Linked DNA regions of Hordeum vulgare: region 2 is linked to region 1. Evidence: chromatin contacts called from public Hi-C data. All regions are on one chromosome and are shown on one strand. The core of a region is the stretch at or near the end of the contact, and the rest is flanking DNA. Distances in the headings are between cores, read along the strand shown.

The links. A called contact is a pair of places that touch in the nucleus more often than the background predicts.
Region 2: a contact with region 1 is called in a Hi-C map of seedling, with 4 times the contacts expected there. The contact joins the promoter of LOC123447722 here to the promoter of LOC123447678 in region 1. A contact is called at or near these places in 2 of 6 Hi-C or Micro-C datasets (leaf and seedling).

Annotation. Positions count from the first base shown.
Region 1 is chr1H:482,057,011-482,064,622 of MorexV3_pseudomolecules_assembly, reverse strand. It overlaps LOC123447678 (multisubstrate pseudouridine synthase 7), which reads left to right and starts at 4,165. Exons shown (of 20, transcript XM_045124309.1): 1 at 4,165-4,387; 2 at 4,468-4,668; 3 at 4,756-5,015; 4 at 5,423-5,495; 5 at 5,587-5,643; 6 at 6,057-6,136; 7 at 6,220-6,282. The coding sequence starts at 4,217. It overlaps LOC123447687 (NADH dehydrogenase [ubiquinone] flavoprotein 2, mitochondrial), which reads left to right. Exons shown (of 10, transcript XM_045124321.1): 4 at 1-79; 5 at 1,473-1,550; 6 at 1,629-1,734; 7 at 1,848-1,894; 8 at 2,054-2,131; 9 at 2,756-2,821; 10 at 2,926-3,418. The coding sequence ends at 3,033.
Region 2 is chr1H:482,263,461-482,271,072 of MorexV3_pseudomolecules_assembly, reverse strand. It overlaps LOC123447722 (TNF receptor-associated factor homolog 1b-like), which reads right to left and starts at 2,769. Exons shown (of 13, transcript XM_045124372.1): 1 at 2,507-2,769; 2 at 1,389-1,606; 3 at 65-176. The coding sequence starts at 1,566.

The DNA of each region.
Region 1 (7,612 bases), core at 2,916-5,415:
GCAATCTGGTATTATTCCAATGCTTGATCTTGCACAGCAGCAGCATGGTGGATGGGTCCCAGTTGCAGCAATGGACGCTGTAAGTCTTTTTTGTGTGTGCAAAACTGTGACCTTCGAACGTCAGCATGTTATGGTGTATTCCATTTTCATATAAATTGTTATGAGCTCATGTACCTTCTTTAGTAAAAACTTGTCTCTTGTACTTGTAGAAACTATGCAAAAACCTTATTGCCCCTTGTTTATTGTTGTATATGCTGTTTTTTTCTGCATACTCTTCTGTCTATTCACTATGTCTGGAACACTTAATTAAAGTTCATATAGGTGCACAGAAAGATATCATGTGCACATTGAGTAGTTGGTTTAGCTTATGACTTGCACAGATTCGTCGGTCTTTAATTTTGACACTTTCGAATCAAGTTACATCTTGTAGGAACAAAACATTTAGAAGTGCCAGTTACTACTGTTGGATAACTAAAAAAAATCTGGATTTGAGAACCAAGTAACATGTTTGTTTGTTGACATAGTAGTTCAAAACTCTTATAACTATGTTTTTTCTGTTTCTGAAGCTGACTTCATGGTATCTAATATATTCATGTGGCAGCCATATTACTCATAGAGCATATTAACATATAATGCATTCCAAGCTGGAGCATATCCTTTCTCAGCACGAATATTAGGTTCACAATTTTGCTGCAAGTACCATAATCTTTGCCAGTTACCACTGTTGGATAACTAAAAAAATCTGGATTTGAGAACCAAGAAAAATCTGCAAGAACACTTAAATAAATTTGTTATAGGTGCACAGAAAGATATCATGTGCACATTGAGTAGTTGGTTTAACTTATGACTTGCACAGGTTCGTTGGTAAGATAGGGGAAATTTAAATAGTAATTTCTGAGCCGTATGAGGTAGGAAACTCTCAAGTACGGTTCTAAGGGAAGGAACTGCCTATTCCGACCGAGGAGAACAAGCCATTCTACAGGGTGATTCGGAAATTGCTGAAGCTTGGTTTGATCAAGCTGCTGGGTATTGGAAATAGTTATAGTGCTTACTCCGGGAAATTATAATCTTGACACGTTTGAATCAAGTTACATCTTGTAGGAACTAAACATTTGGAGGTGCCAGTTGCCACCATTGGATAACTACAATTTTATCTGGTTTTGAGAATCAAGAAAAATAGCCTTATTAGGAGACATGGGAGTCTAATATAAGTCAACATAGTAGTTTAAATCTCTTATAACCATGTTTTTTTTTTTTCGTTTCTGAAGTTGACTTGATGGGAATCTAATATATTCATGTGGCAGCCGTATTACTCATAGAGCATATTAACATATAATGCATTCCAAACTGGAGCATATCCTTTCTTAGCATACTATCAGGTTCACAATTTTGCTGGAAGTACCATAATCTTTGCTACACAGTAAACTCTTCACATTTTCAGTGTTCCTGACAATAATTTGTCTTTTTTTCAGATTGCTAAAATAGTCGGAGTTGCGCCGATCAGGGTCTATGAAGTTGCAACATTCTACTCAATGTTCAATCGGACCAAGGTACCTTGATGCATGACTGCCTATACTGTACTCATTACTACCACCTCTTTTACAATGAAGTCATTTCATGTTATGTAGGTGGGAAAATATCACCTTTTGGTGTGTGGAACTACACCTTGTATGATTCGTGGTTCACGTGATATCGAAGATGCCCTGTTAGAACACCTTGGAGTTAAACGGAATGGTTTGTATATCACTGTAATTATTCTGATATCTTAAATTTGTTACTTTGTCCTCTGAGCAAGAGGTCCTTTCGTTGTTTCTGTGATGTAACTCACATTTTTTTTTCATTTTCAGAGGTGACAAGCGATGGTTTATTTTCTGTCGGTGAAATGGAATGCATGGTAACACCGTGATCTTAAAATATTTGTTTTAGTTGAGTTTTACACTTTCAATGTTTAACTGTAGGTCAGTATGTCTGTGATGAATGATTTGAAATGCTTGGTTATGATATATCTTTCCTTAAAGCCACTTTTATTCACATTCTAGTCATGTGTTCATAGGGTTGCTGTGTGAACGCTCCCATGATTGCTGTGGCTGACTATTCCAAGGGTTCAGATGGTTACACATACAATTATTACGTAAGTTTATTTTGCTCTTGGTAGCACTAGTACATATACAGTTTAACATTTGCACTATTCTGTTATCCCTTTGTGTTCTGTACTTTCTGGTATTAGACAGTATATCAATGACTTCATGCTTGGCATAATGTGGTGGAATTGTACCAGAAACACCATGACACATCTTGTAGGACAATTGGTCCAACCTGATTTAAAACAAAAAAATGGGTGATGGAAGAACATAATATCACGGTGTAGATTGTACAGGTGTTAGTATATTGTTAGGAAAGGGTGATGTGATGACGTGTGCTTGCATGTTCAAACAATTGTTTCGTTTTAACTTTCACGTTCATGCATATGTATAGATTAATAGTTGTCTACTCAAGAGACTAAACTTGTGCTTGTTGGCTCTAATATTGTACCGTCTTCTTTGGGGGCATTAGAGAGGTTAAATCTTGTCATGGTTATCTTTTAAACTGAATTTTCATTCGATAGAACTACTGCATCACTAGAGACGCAAAGTTGCTAGCCTACCAGGATGGCTTGTTAAAACTTGCATGCCTTTTGCTAATACAACAGGCCTTGAAGCAAACTTTTCCATCTTATGTAACCTGAGTTTTTTTTTCTTCTACTTACCCTTCACAGGAAGACCTCACTCCAAAGCGAGTTGTTGAACTCGTTGAAATGCTGAGAAGAGGAGAAACACCCCCTGTAAGCTTCAGCCAACTTAATAGGATTCTCTTACCATGTCTGGCATCAGATTTTACTTGGTCCAGTTGTAATGCCTGCACTGATGATCCGATAAACATTTGCAGCGTGGCACCCAGAACCCAGAGCGGAAAAACTGCGGCCCTGCTGGAGGGATGACCACCTTGCTAGGAGAGCCAAAACCTCCCCCATGCAGGGATCTGGATGCCTGCTAGGTTTGCTTTTGAGTTGCAAGCAAGCACACAAATAAGTTGGCTCGCATTGTATGTCGCGAACAACCGATAGGCGATTTGATCTCTGTTATTCTCAAAGCTTTCTTGTGTCCAACAATGGACAGGCGATTTGATCTCTGTTGTTGTCGAAGCTTTCTTTTGTCTGACAATTGGACACATCTACCTGTCACCATCTCTTTTTTCCCCTTGGTTTGCTCCATCATCAGCTAGACTGCCCACTGATAAAGATAGTGCTATATATTCTGGAGCTGCAGTCGCGAAAGAAAGCTTTGTATCCGGCATAAGAATCTGGGGCCCTGGACACACCCTGGGAGAATTGATTGCTGTTATGCTACTCCTGCAGTGTTATATTCCTGTCGTTCATGCATTAATGGTGTCGTTAACTCCTTATGGACCTGGTACATTTTGATATACTACTAATTTTTCTATTTCTATTTGATCATAGGTATTATGTTTTCTCTTCTATACGAGTGTGAACATCGATTTGTGTGGTGTGTACTGTTCAATGCGGTCCGTGTCGCAGGGTCCCTGCTCTTTCTCACATCTTCCCAACCTACCCAGTGCCCATACACACCTCAGTGCACTCATAGCTGGTGGACATTGTTTGATCGTTCTGACCTAACATTTCGCACCGCTTCCCCCTCTACCGCATGATCGGATCCATGTGCACTCACAACAAGTTATGATCCGTGGTAACACTTCGCCCTAGTGATCCCTTGAGCCTTCTTCTATTAAAAGTACATGTCGGACCTCCAATTGGGTTTTCATGGTAATATTGATTAATGGACAAATAGTCACATCTAATGTTGATCACATTGTAGTCTCTTGAGCGATATTAAATCGGCATTTGCGGCCTCCCAAAATATTGCAAAATGGGCCACATTACTTTGCATCTTCTGCAATGGTAATATCGGCATCGACGGGGAGTTGGGGGGAGGGGGGGGGGGAGAGAGGATAGACGAGAGGGGGGAAGACACGGAGGGTAGCTTTGCTTGGCTGTCGTTCAATTGATCTAGACCATCCACAATGATCCAACGGCAGAGAAGGTCGCCACTCTCCAGTAGCTGACGCGGCCCCACCTAGCAGAGATACAGATACAGCGGCTAAACCCTCTCGTCCATTTCCCTCCCAAAACCCTAGCCCCCAAATCAGGCCACCCGCTCCCATGGCGCGCTCGAGCTCCGTCACCGAGGCCGAGGTCGGCATCGCCTGCTTCACCTCCTCCCTCCCGGGCTTCCGCGGCGTCCTCAAGCACCGCTACTCCGACTTCATCGTCCACGAGGTCGCCCGCGACGGCTCCGTCGTCCGCCTCACCTCCCTCGATCTCCCCGACCAGGTATTTGCGCCCCCCCGCGACGTCTGCTCAGCGATTCCGCGCGCCCGGCCCCGGTTTCACGTACGGCCCGTGCATTGCAGTGCGTGGATGCCAAGGAGGAGGAGAAGGCGGCGCCGGCGGCCGACGCCGACCACTCCAAGGCCCTCGAGTCGTTCAGCGGGCTCTGCGGCGAGGCGGACTGCCGCGCGCTTAGGGGGCTTCTGGAGAAGGTCGCGGCCGGCGGCGAGGGTGAATTCTCGCCGGTTATGCTCTCGCCTGATGCCGACAAGGCTCATCGATCGGTGGGTTTGGTTCCCAGGCGCTGAATGTTTTGTGGGTTGGCTTAATTGGGGGAAACTGTCTGATTTGGAGCGTTTATTTGCTTGTAGGAGGTGCACAATTTTTTCAAGAAGAACTTCAAGTTCTTGGTCACAGACACAGTTGAACACAGCGATGGGGTTCAGAAATACATCAGGGTGCGCGTTGGATCTGAAGCTGGAGGAGGGCGGGGCCGTGGCGGTGGTGGGAGGGGTGGTGGTGACAGAGGAAGGAAGAGGAAGAACATGAATGGCTCTGACTGGGGAGACGACAGGCCATTTGACAGTAGAGGGTCGTCTAGTTGGCCAGCTCATGCTGGCAAGTTCCTGAGGTGATGAAATCCTGTTTGAATTGATCATCTGTTGTCCTCTATAACACATTCATTCCACATGTTTGACATAGTTGACAGGCTTACTTGTTTAAATTTGGTAACACGAGTAATTTAGCTATAACAACTCCTCTATATTTGTGTAGTAATAAGGAATATAAATATAATGATGCGCTGTTTGCTAAGCTGCACTCCCTGGGTTTGCCTAAGTATGTTTGAGGTAGTCTTTTGGTTGATTTCGTCCTAGCTGGTTTGATGTTATAAGACTCTGTTTGCTTCATTTTGAATAAAATGGGGCAGGGGGGAAACCCCTTTCGTCCAAAAAAAATATAAATATAATGTTTGCGTGTGTCTAGCTTTGCTGCTAACTAGTTCTGTAACTGGAGCTACCATTCTGTGACACTGATCAGGTTTCACCTTTGCAAAGAAAACAAGGACACCCAAGATGCATTGGGAGTGATAGGAAAAATGTTAGGACTCCAGGTACATCTTGGCTGCTATTTCTCTCATTGATGGCATCATTCATTAACCGTTCTTTGCCAACCGAGTAATGGCTTGGTTATGCTTTTTGCAGTCACGCTCGTTTGGGTTTTCTGGAACAAAGGATAAACGTGCTGTTACGACGCAACAGGTGTTTATTACACCTATGTAAACCATCTCTCCAAATTTAATTCATGCAATCATGGATTTGCGTTTTGGGATAAAAATGGCTAAAATTTCATACATGGGTGTGGAAGAAAAATTCTTTAGGTGATTTTATCTATAGCTATAAGCAAACTGTATGTGTAGTTATGTATGCAGTATGCTATTATGGCGTTACAACCAGTTAAGTAAAGGATAGGTGCTCTGTTCTAGAATATTGTGTGTAAAATTTAATATGTACTCGTTCTAGATAATATTATTAGTATCATTGATCAACTAGGTTATGTAGTCTGTTTCATGATTTTCTGGCTATTTGATAGATTTGGTTATAATTCCTGTTTCATGGTTATGACCCTTTGCATGTAATTGCCTTGGCTACTAATCTAATTCTTTTCCTACCAGGTTACCGTTTTCAAGGTGCCAGCAAATAAAATAGCTGCACTTAATAAGCGACTATATGGCATCAAAGTTGGAAACTTCTGGTAGGTGGTCAATTAATCTTTTGAGGATCACTGGATTATAGCTGTCCTAAGTGATACTTTAGCAACTAACTTATCCTCTCTAGTTATGTAAAGGAGGGACTTGGTCTTGGTCAACTCATGGGAAATCGGTTTACAATTACCCTGAGGTATCATATCTTGTCTTTTTACCTTGTAATTTAGTATATAGAAGCGCTCCTGCTTCAATGCTCTTCCGGAAGTGTAGCACGAAATTTAACGCGGTGTTTGGATGTTGGAAAAACTGCTTGGAATTGAATTGGACTGATAATTCCAAATCCAAGATGGAAAGGAAATGGACTCTAATTCGGATTCTACTGTTTGGTTGTGCGTGGAATTTACTGTTGGAATGACAGGGTAGAACCCAATTCCAATTGTTGTTTGGATGTACAAACCATGGAATTGATTTTTTTTTTTGAGTTTGCACAATATAAACTTCTATACATGTATGAAAAATAGTATTATGTGTATACTTGAATATTTATATATTACTTTGCACACATGGTAACATTAAAATGTTCCGACGGAAATTCGAGCTCCTAAATTCGCCTAGAAACCTGCATAGTTCAAACAAATCATACTTTAGGAACACACAAATTTGAGCTAAAAACCGAGTTGCACATGAATTCCTGCACGGACACCACAAAAATACCCTAGCACCGTGGTTCCCATACCACCCTCATTCTCCTACCACCGTCCTTCCCCTCCCGCCGGCATTCCAGTACCGCTGCTGTTCCCCTGTGCCATTCCCCTACCCAATCTAGGGTTTGATGGGCTCGAGAGGAGGGGTGGGGACGGGTGGGAGAGGGAGAGGGGACGGATGGGAGGGAGAGGACGGCCTGAGATCTTACCAGTGCCGCCGCCGCCCCCGGTTACGAGCTCGCAAGGCAGAGGGATCTCGATCCCCTGCTTTGAGCGAGCGAACAGGTACCACTTGCGTGAGGGGGAAGGGGGAGCGAACAGGTTTCCGAGCCTTTCCAGGCTCCTGCGCTTGGAAAGTTTCGCGAGCGGGGTAAATGCGCGGCTGGCTCGCCCGGAATTGGGCCAACTTTTCCTAGCCCAAATTCTATACCACCCCAAACAACAGAATCTGGCCTGACAATTCCAAGCAGTTTTTCCTACATCCAAACAAGGTGTAAAGCTATTGTAGGCCTGATTTGATTTGCATAGACAGTACACACTACCGCACCACTATCAGTTATTTTATAGTTCCGCCCTTTGTGGTGTAGTCCCTCCATTCCACAATGTAGTGCATATAGATTTTTCTGGAAGTCAAACTTTACCAACTTTGTGAAGAAAACTGTCTACATTTACAATACCAAACATGTACATTATGAAAATACAGCTCATGATGTATCCAGTGATGTGCATTTGGTATTCCAAATGTACCTATTTTTCTCTATTAATATGGTCAAAGTTTGTAATGTTTGACTTTTAGGAAAAATCTATAAGCACTACATT
Region 2 (7,612 bases), core at 1,520-4,019, 210 kb before region 1:
AAATAGTTCATTTACCAAGATCATTGGTCGAGTTGTCGAACAATGTTGTCAAAAGGCACTTTACCATTTATAACCACCAGCCTCAAATGGCTCACTTTTCATCTCTCTCTTCTTCTCCTTGGAAAAATTCTCGATCCTCCAAGTGTGCCGACCGTATAATTCTGAAGGTTTGGGGCCTGCTATCGTAGTTGAGAGAAATGAGATAAAACACACAAAAAAATACAGCTTCCAAATCTCAGAGGAACATATCCTTTAGGAAATTCCAATCAGTAGCATGATAAGACTTGCATCATGGTAAGGAAAAAAGATGTATCCATACAGTGAAAGCAAATGTTGACACACAAAAAATTAATCTGGGCAAGTATCAGCACGCAAATTTAACTATTTAAAAGATTATTTTAATTTTCAAAATAGGAAAGATTGCATCAATGAGAGAACTAATGACATTGAAAAGTGGCAGAAAAGAGGGCAGCCCGGTGCACGTAGCTCCTGCTTGCGCAGGGTCCGGGGAAGGGTCCGACTCCGACGAGGTAAATAAATTATTTCATTGTAGAAAGAGACAGAAAGTGATTCCCAGTTTCAACTTTTAGAAGCTAATTAAGAATGGCCAGTTAAAGACAGTGCGGAGTGACAAACAATGAGCATCACAAATCATTAAATTAATACACAATATTTCACTCAGTATTTATTGCATGGTATTTTAGAGTGCAATTGATTAGGTGCATATGGATAACCTCAACAAACAAATAAAGGCATTGTTACGTTTTATTTTATTTACTAGGGAATACTGGGAAAAGAGCTTAATCTGCATATACGCTCTAATATGCATGCAGTCTGAGTGTAATCATAAATGATAAATGTCTTGAATCAACTGACATTCTGGTTGAACCATAGCACGGTTTCTGCCTTCTTCATTAAAGATGGATAATAAGATAAATTAAACCTCCCTGTATTTATATTTTCTGCATTGAGAATCAGACACAACAAGACTTATTAAATGTGAGAGCCAATGCCAAACACTATCTATCATCATGCACATCCGACGTTTGAGTGGTCAACCAGCATTTCTAATCATAGTTATTATGGCAGTTAAGTCCCAGCAACTAGCGCGAAGCAACCTTGGATACCATGGCACTGCAAAATGAACCAATAGGTACTGATCAATGGGCCACAAGCTCCACCCTTACAACCAAACAAGTTAATTTGGTGCACGTAGGAGGTATAGTGTATCAGCTGAGCAGTTGGTGTTGGATTATTCTAACATGCCAATGATGTCAAGTTCAAAAGGAATCACAACAGTCCATACCAAAATAATCTCCACAGCATTTCACAGCAAAATAACATGCTAACCAAACCATGCAACCATATATGTAAGTGCATTCACGCACCAGGATCATCGTCGTCGCAATCAGTGTCCCAAAATGGCGGGGATGTCGAAGGGCTTCCGCTCTCGCCCTGGTCGCAGGACCGCCACTCCGACAAGGACTCGCCGGACAGGCTGCGATCGTCGTCCCTCATCCCAGCCGTGCTCGCGGAAGAATCATCGGTTGCTGAGGCACCGGCCATCAGCAAACCCCTCAGCTACTTCGGACAACCTTATCCACGGCTGCACGCACAAACGACAATGGAATTAACAATTCTGAGCTGAATCCAGCACACCAAAATGGTAACAAAACCAATACTCTCATCGGACGAGACCCCGCTGCGGTATCAAGTCTACTAACTCCCGACAAAACCATTATCAGACCGGCGCAGAACCCACAGACGGCGGTATCAACTCTACTAACTCCCGACAAAACCGCGCAGAACCCACAGACGGCGGTATCAACTCTACTAACTCCCGACAAAACCGCGCAGAACCCACAGAGGGCGGTATCAACTCTACTAACTCCCGACAAAACCGCGCAGAACCCACAGACGGCGGTATCAACTCTACTAACTCCCGACAAAACCGCGCAGAACCCACAGAGGGCGGTATCAACTCTACTAACTCCCGACAAAACCGTTATCAGACCGGCGCAGAACCCACCGGCGGCGGTATCAACTCCAATAACTCCCGACAAAACCGTTATGAGCCCGGCTCGAAACCCGCGGAAACAAGCCAATAGCAGTCCAGTGAGTAGGGAGCCCTTCCAATACTGGTCGAATTCGACAATCTGACGACCTCTACTTGGCTGGAAACAGCCTTCCATCCGTGAACTCCGCGCTCTAGCTCCCTCTATTCCCCGACGCTGCTCTGCCCCGCTCAACGGGACAAGGGGATCTACCCGACGCCCATTTCGAGAGACGCGACCGCCCGAGCTGAAGGCGCCTCCCGCGGGGGGCAAACGAGCAGCTCGCAGTCGGATCAGCCGAGGGGGGGCGCGCCCGACACGCAACCGGCCGAACCCTAGCCCCCCACCCGGCGACTACGAGGCGCGGCACCGCCCCGCGCCGCGGGGGGCGGGCGGGCGGGCGGACGTGCGCGGGCCCTGATCTAAGCGGGACGGGGCGAGAGGCTTCGTACCTGCCGCAGCCGCCGCCCGGGGCAGGAGCGGTCCTGCGGCGGGGGAGCGGGGAGTGAGCTGGCTGGGCTGCGGCGCGGCGGCGACGAGGCGAGGCGAGGCGAGGCTGCGGGAGGGAGGGGAATATGTTTGGATTGGGGAATTGCGATTTGTAACAGCGAAGAGACGAGACGGGGACGGGGGAGAGGGGAGGAAGGGAAGGGAAGGGAAAAGGGAAAAAATCGAGGGTGGGGGGGAGAGGGCGACGGGTGATGAGGCGTGTGATGGCCCTCGGCACGGTCTGTGAGTCTGGACCCGCTTTCTTTCGTCCACTCCTCCTCGCTCACTTCACCTGCGATGCGGTGCGACGGAAGTAAAACCGACCGAAAAGGGGGAGAGAGATGGAGAGGGAGAGGGGGCTTGGTTGTGACCGACGGGACGGTTCGGAGTTGGGGAGGTGATCTCCGTGCTCGCTTTGTGGACCTGCGCTGCTCCGCGTGCGTGGTCGGTCGGCGGCCTGGTGAGGGCAGCCGCTGCACACGCCCCCAGATCGGGAGCCATGGCTTGTTGAGCGTTGAGCAAGCCTATGTTTTTTTTTTTTTTGGAATAAAGGGAGTTTATTAAGATGGCATAGTGTTACAGTCGAGAGGCCACAAACCCTTAATACAAGGTGGAACCGAACGCAACCATACGTTTTCTTTTTGCGGGCAGCTGAGTCTCTGTCTGTAGGCCCTTTTTTTTTTGCATCATGAAGACCGACAATGAGCATTTTTTGCAAGAAAAAAACTGTTTGGGGAAAAGTTTATCTCCTTGTTTACAACATTTCAGGTGCTTTTTTTCGCGGAGATTATAATTGACTGATTTGGCGACTCGGCGGCAACGTGTAAAAAGAGGGTTCGGTTATTTTTCTTGCAGGTGTTTTTTTTGGTAAAGCGTAGCTTTATTAAAACTTAACGGTACTTACGCAAATCGCCTTGAGCACAAGCAGTCACACGGGCTGGTACATCGGACTCCCATTATACATAGTGATTTGGTTCATACATATATCACCAATAGATGCTAGTTCATGAACAGCTGCAAAGTTTGCGCTACGCCCACATGTTGAAATCACATGTTTGGAGAACCACATCTTAAGCTGAAACTTCAAATCCTCAATAATAGTCGTGTAGGGCGAGGAGTCGACTTTCTGTAAGTCCAAGTCATCGACCAGAAGTTGGTAGTCGGTCTTAAAAATCACTCTTAGCATGTCCAAATCAACAACGAGGGATATAGCTTGTGCCATTGCATGCACTTCGGCCGTGAATGTGTCGTGGACATTGTTCTGGCGTCCGGCTCGAGCAGCGATGATGTTTCCTTCTATGTCTCTGGCTATGCCCCCCATCCAGCATACGCTTCTCCCGCGTAGAATGCCCCATCTGCGTTTACTTTAATCATAGCATCAAATGGAGGTTGACACTTTTGCATGCACTTGGTATTGGTCGCTGGTTGAAAAGCGACGGCATACTCCATCGCTTCACAGCACACTCGTCTGACCACCTCGGCGCCGAGACTGGCAGCTCACCTTCTACTCTATTACTCCCTCCCTTCCTAAATATAAGTCTTTGTAGAGATTCATTAGTGAACTACATACGGATGTATATAGACATACTTTAGAATGTACATTCAATCATTTTGCTCCGTATGTAGACATCTAGTAAAATTGCTTAAAAGACTTATATTTAGGAACGGAGGGATTAGTTTATTACGATTGTTCCATCAATGACACCAGGGAATGGTGATCTTTGTGCGCTTATTTTCAGGCAGCCCCACAAAAGAACCAACATTACATGCACAGACATAGCTTTCTCCAATGTCATGCGCTCTGGTTCCAACCACTAGTGGGGACAGGGCCTATAGCCCCGACCCGTAAGGGGCTTTAGTCCCGGTTCACCAACCGGGACTAAAGGGGCGGGACTAAAGGCCTAACTTTTTTGTCCCGGCCCTGTTACACGTCGGGACTAAAGGTGCTTCACGTGGGCGCCTCGTAGCGCCCCAGGGGCAGGCCCTTTAGTCCCGGTTCGTTACACGGACCGGGACTAAAGATTTTCAGATTTTGCTGGTTTTTGGGGTTTTTTTTGTATGAAATTATTTTTGGGTTTTAGGGTTTTAGGGTTTAGGTGTTCGGGAGATTAACGTGATGCCTCGTTTGGTGTTCGGGAATTAGTTTTCATATAATTTAAATAGAAATAATTATGCATATATATATATATATAAGATTAACTTATCTTACAAGCGATCATATATATACAATTATATGGAGATCTGAATTATCGGGACTAGAGCCCGTCTATTCGATTACATGGACGAACATCAGTAATGGCCCTTAGCTACACTAAATCGTCCTTTGTCTTCTATAGCTTCCGTCCTCGGAAATCCCGCAAGTTCCTCTGCAACAGCAATCGCGCGTTGTTGTGGTAGGACCTTCGTCCTCATGGTCGTGTGCTATATAAGAAGAGGAGATGAATATGAATATCAAGCATGATAACAAAGAATGACGGATAAAAATAGAGGTGTGAATGTTCATTGCTTACGTCGAATCTGTGATCCTTGAACTCAGAGGTAAACGTGCGAATGGTCTCGCAAACATAGTATCCGCATAGATGCGTTCCCCGTGGCTGTTGGTCGCACTTTACGAGAATAGAATATATATAATCAAAATAATAATCTAGCGTCATAAATGTATTGAAAATTAATAGAAGTATATCATACTACTACTTACCTGAGCCGCTCTAAAGGTCAGCTTCTCAGGAAAGTTACCGGTAGTCACGCACTTGAACCGCTTCCAAACCCTGCCCGACAAGGATAATGATTTGCTAAATTTTTCATTAATTGATATATCAGAAAATCATCGAAAGAGACCGATAGAGCGCAAGAATGATTAAAATTACCCTTGGAGCATGTCCTGCAGGCTTTGAAACTGTTCCAAGGGTCTCGATAATGGGTCGAAAGCATCAACTCTTCCCTTATCAATTTGAATGTCCAACAGAATTCAATGGAAGCTGCACATGTATATATATATGTGTGTGTGTGTGTCAGTAACTTATCAATTACACTTATAAGTGAATGGACACAACAGAGTAAAGACCCTCACCTGAAGTTGTATGGAAACAGTATGTGGTCACAGAAATTTTGATCTGTTAGAAACCTTAGAAGGTTTTCCTCCGTCTCCTTGGGTTTGTCAGTTAGCGTCGCTATATGTATTTTATCTGGATCAATAAACCCAATATTTAGGATTCTCTTACTTTTACACTCCAGAATCTTCATTCTGCATAATAGAGTACAAGTTTATATATAAACAATGAATTGAAATAACTAAACAAGTTATATGTAGACAACGAATTAAAAAACTTACAGACAATAGCAACTCATAAGCGATTTGTCGAGGGCGTCGCCATTGTACATCTGGAAGAGTTCATCAAAGTCGATATGGATTTCTTCGGAGCGGCCGTAGTACTCCCGTGGGACACTCAGCACGATCATCGTTCTCTCATTCTTTGATTCACTTAAGTACCATTTATGCAAGTAACGCATATTTGTTGGGAGATCATCTTTGCTGACCAAAGGCTCTCCCATGACAAACTGTGGCTTAGGGGCTACCACAGCCTTGGGTATCCTGTCGTCTTGGGAAGCCAGCAAATCTTCAACCGAGATACCACATTCATCCGCCAACTCCTTTGCTCTTTCAAAAGCTTGCCCCTGCACCGGAGGGGGAACATTCTCGGTTAACATCTTGAGGGGTGGGATCGACTGTTTGGCTTGTTGTCCAAGCTGAGGAACGTCTGATTTTTTCTTGCTTGTAGTTGAACTTGATTTGCTCCCACTTGCACTTGCACGTGAGCTGCTCTTTTTCACTTCCTTCTGCAATGTGCGTGTATAGTCATGAGGCTTATAGTGTAAGTCATACTGTGATGGAGTGGTTACGAAGTCTTTTGCCCATGCTATGTGCTTCTCGGTGTATTCCGGGCGGGGCTCGGGTTCCTTCCTTTTCATCTGCGCATCATGTTGTTCCTTTGCTATCCTGACGTTTTCCTCGGGGGTACGATCATAAGGTCTGATAGGAAGATTAGCATGAGGTACCTTTGGGAGGGGCGACAGTTTGCGCTTTGGGGAGCTCCGTCGCTTAGAAATCTTCGACGAAGTGTTCTTGCTGGCACGCTTCCGCTTAGTATCATGTGCGGGCGGCGGCGGAGACGGACGACCCAAGTCCGGCAGCGGTGATCGAGATGGACTCGTGTTGTGTTGGCCGACGTCATGTGGAGGGCTTGGAGGTAATGGAGGTGTAGGTGACCTGCGACGACTCGGAGGTGGTGTTGTCCTTGGGGCCGAGCCTGGAAGCTTGATGTAGTTCTTGTCCCATAGGATGACTCCACCCAGTACTTCTCCGAGTGTCCTCTCATCTTCGGGTCCAGCTATGTCGAGATCCATATCATTAAACCCCGTCATGATTTCATCCACCCCGACTTTAGCAAAGCCAGCTGGAATCTCACGGCCATGCCAGCGTGCATCAGGGCCAGAAGGTAAAGCTTGTCCGACGGCCACCTTCATGGATATGTTCTTGAATTTCTGATGGAGTTCACATGATGTTGACTCCTTGATTCCATCCACGGGGTAGCCGGGACCGCCCTCTATCATTCTTCGTTCATCGTCGGGCGGGGCCTCAGATTCAGCCACGCTGCTTTTCCGCTTAGATGGAGCGCCGGTAATATCAAGTGCAGGATCATCTAAATCAGAATGTCCACGTTCCTCGAGGTGACGCTCGCCATAGTTGACGACTCGAATCTTGCGGTACAACTCGTATGAAACGTATGCATCTTTTGCTGCATACTCAATGTTGATATCATCAAGTGGGCCCTTCTCCCAAAGTCTGTGCTGAGACTTTGGGAAACTGGTCTTCATATCACCATATGACTCGTCGATCAAGGCAACTGCCATATGAGCCATCGAAGTCCTATCATGTCGAAGCCTGAATATCGTTTGGAGATCAACGAGGCAACCAGCTGGTATCTCAATACGAAAGTTGTGCCTCTTCTTCAGCTTGTCGTTCCTTATGTCAACGGAAGCAAAAGTGATGCCGCTGCGAAGGAACTCCA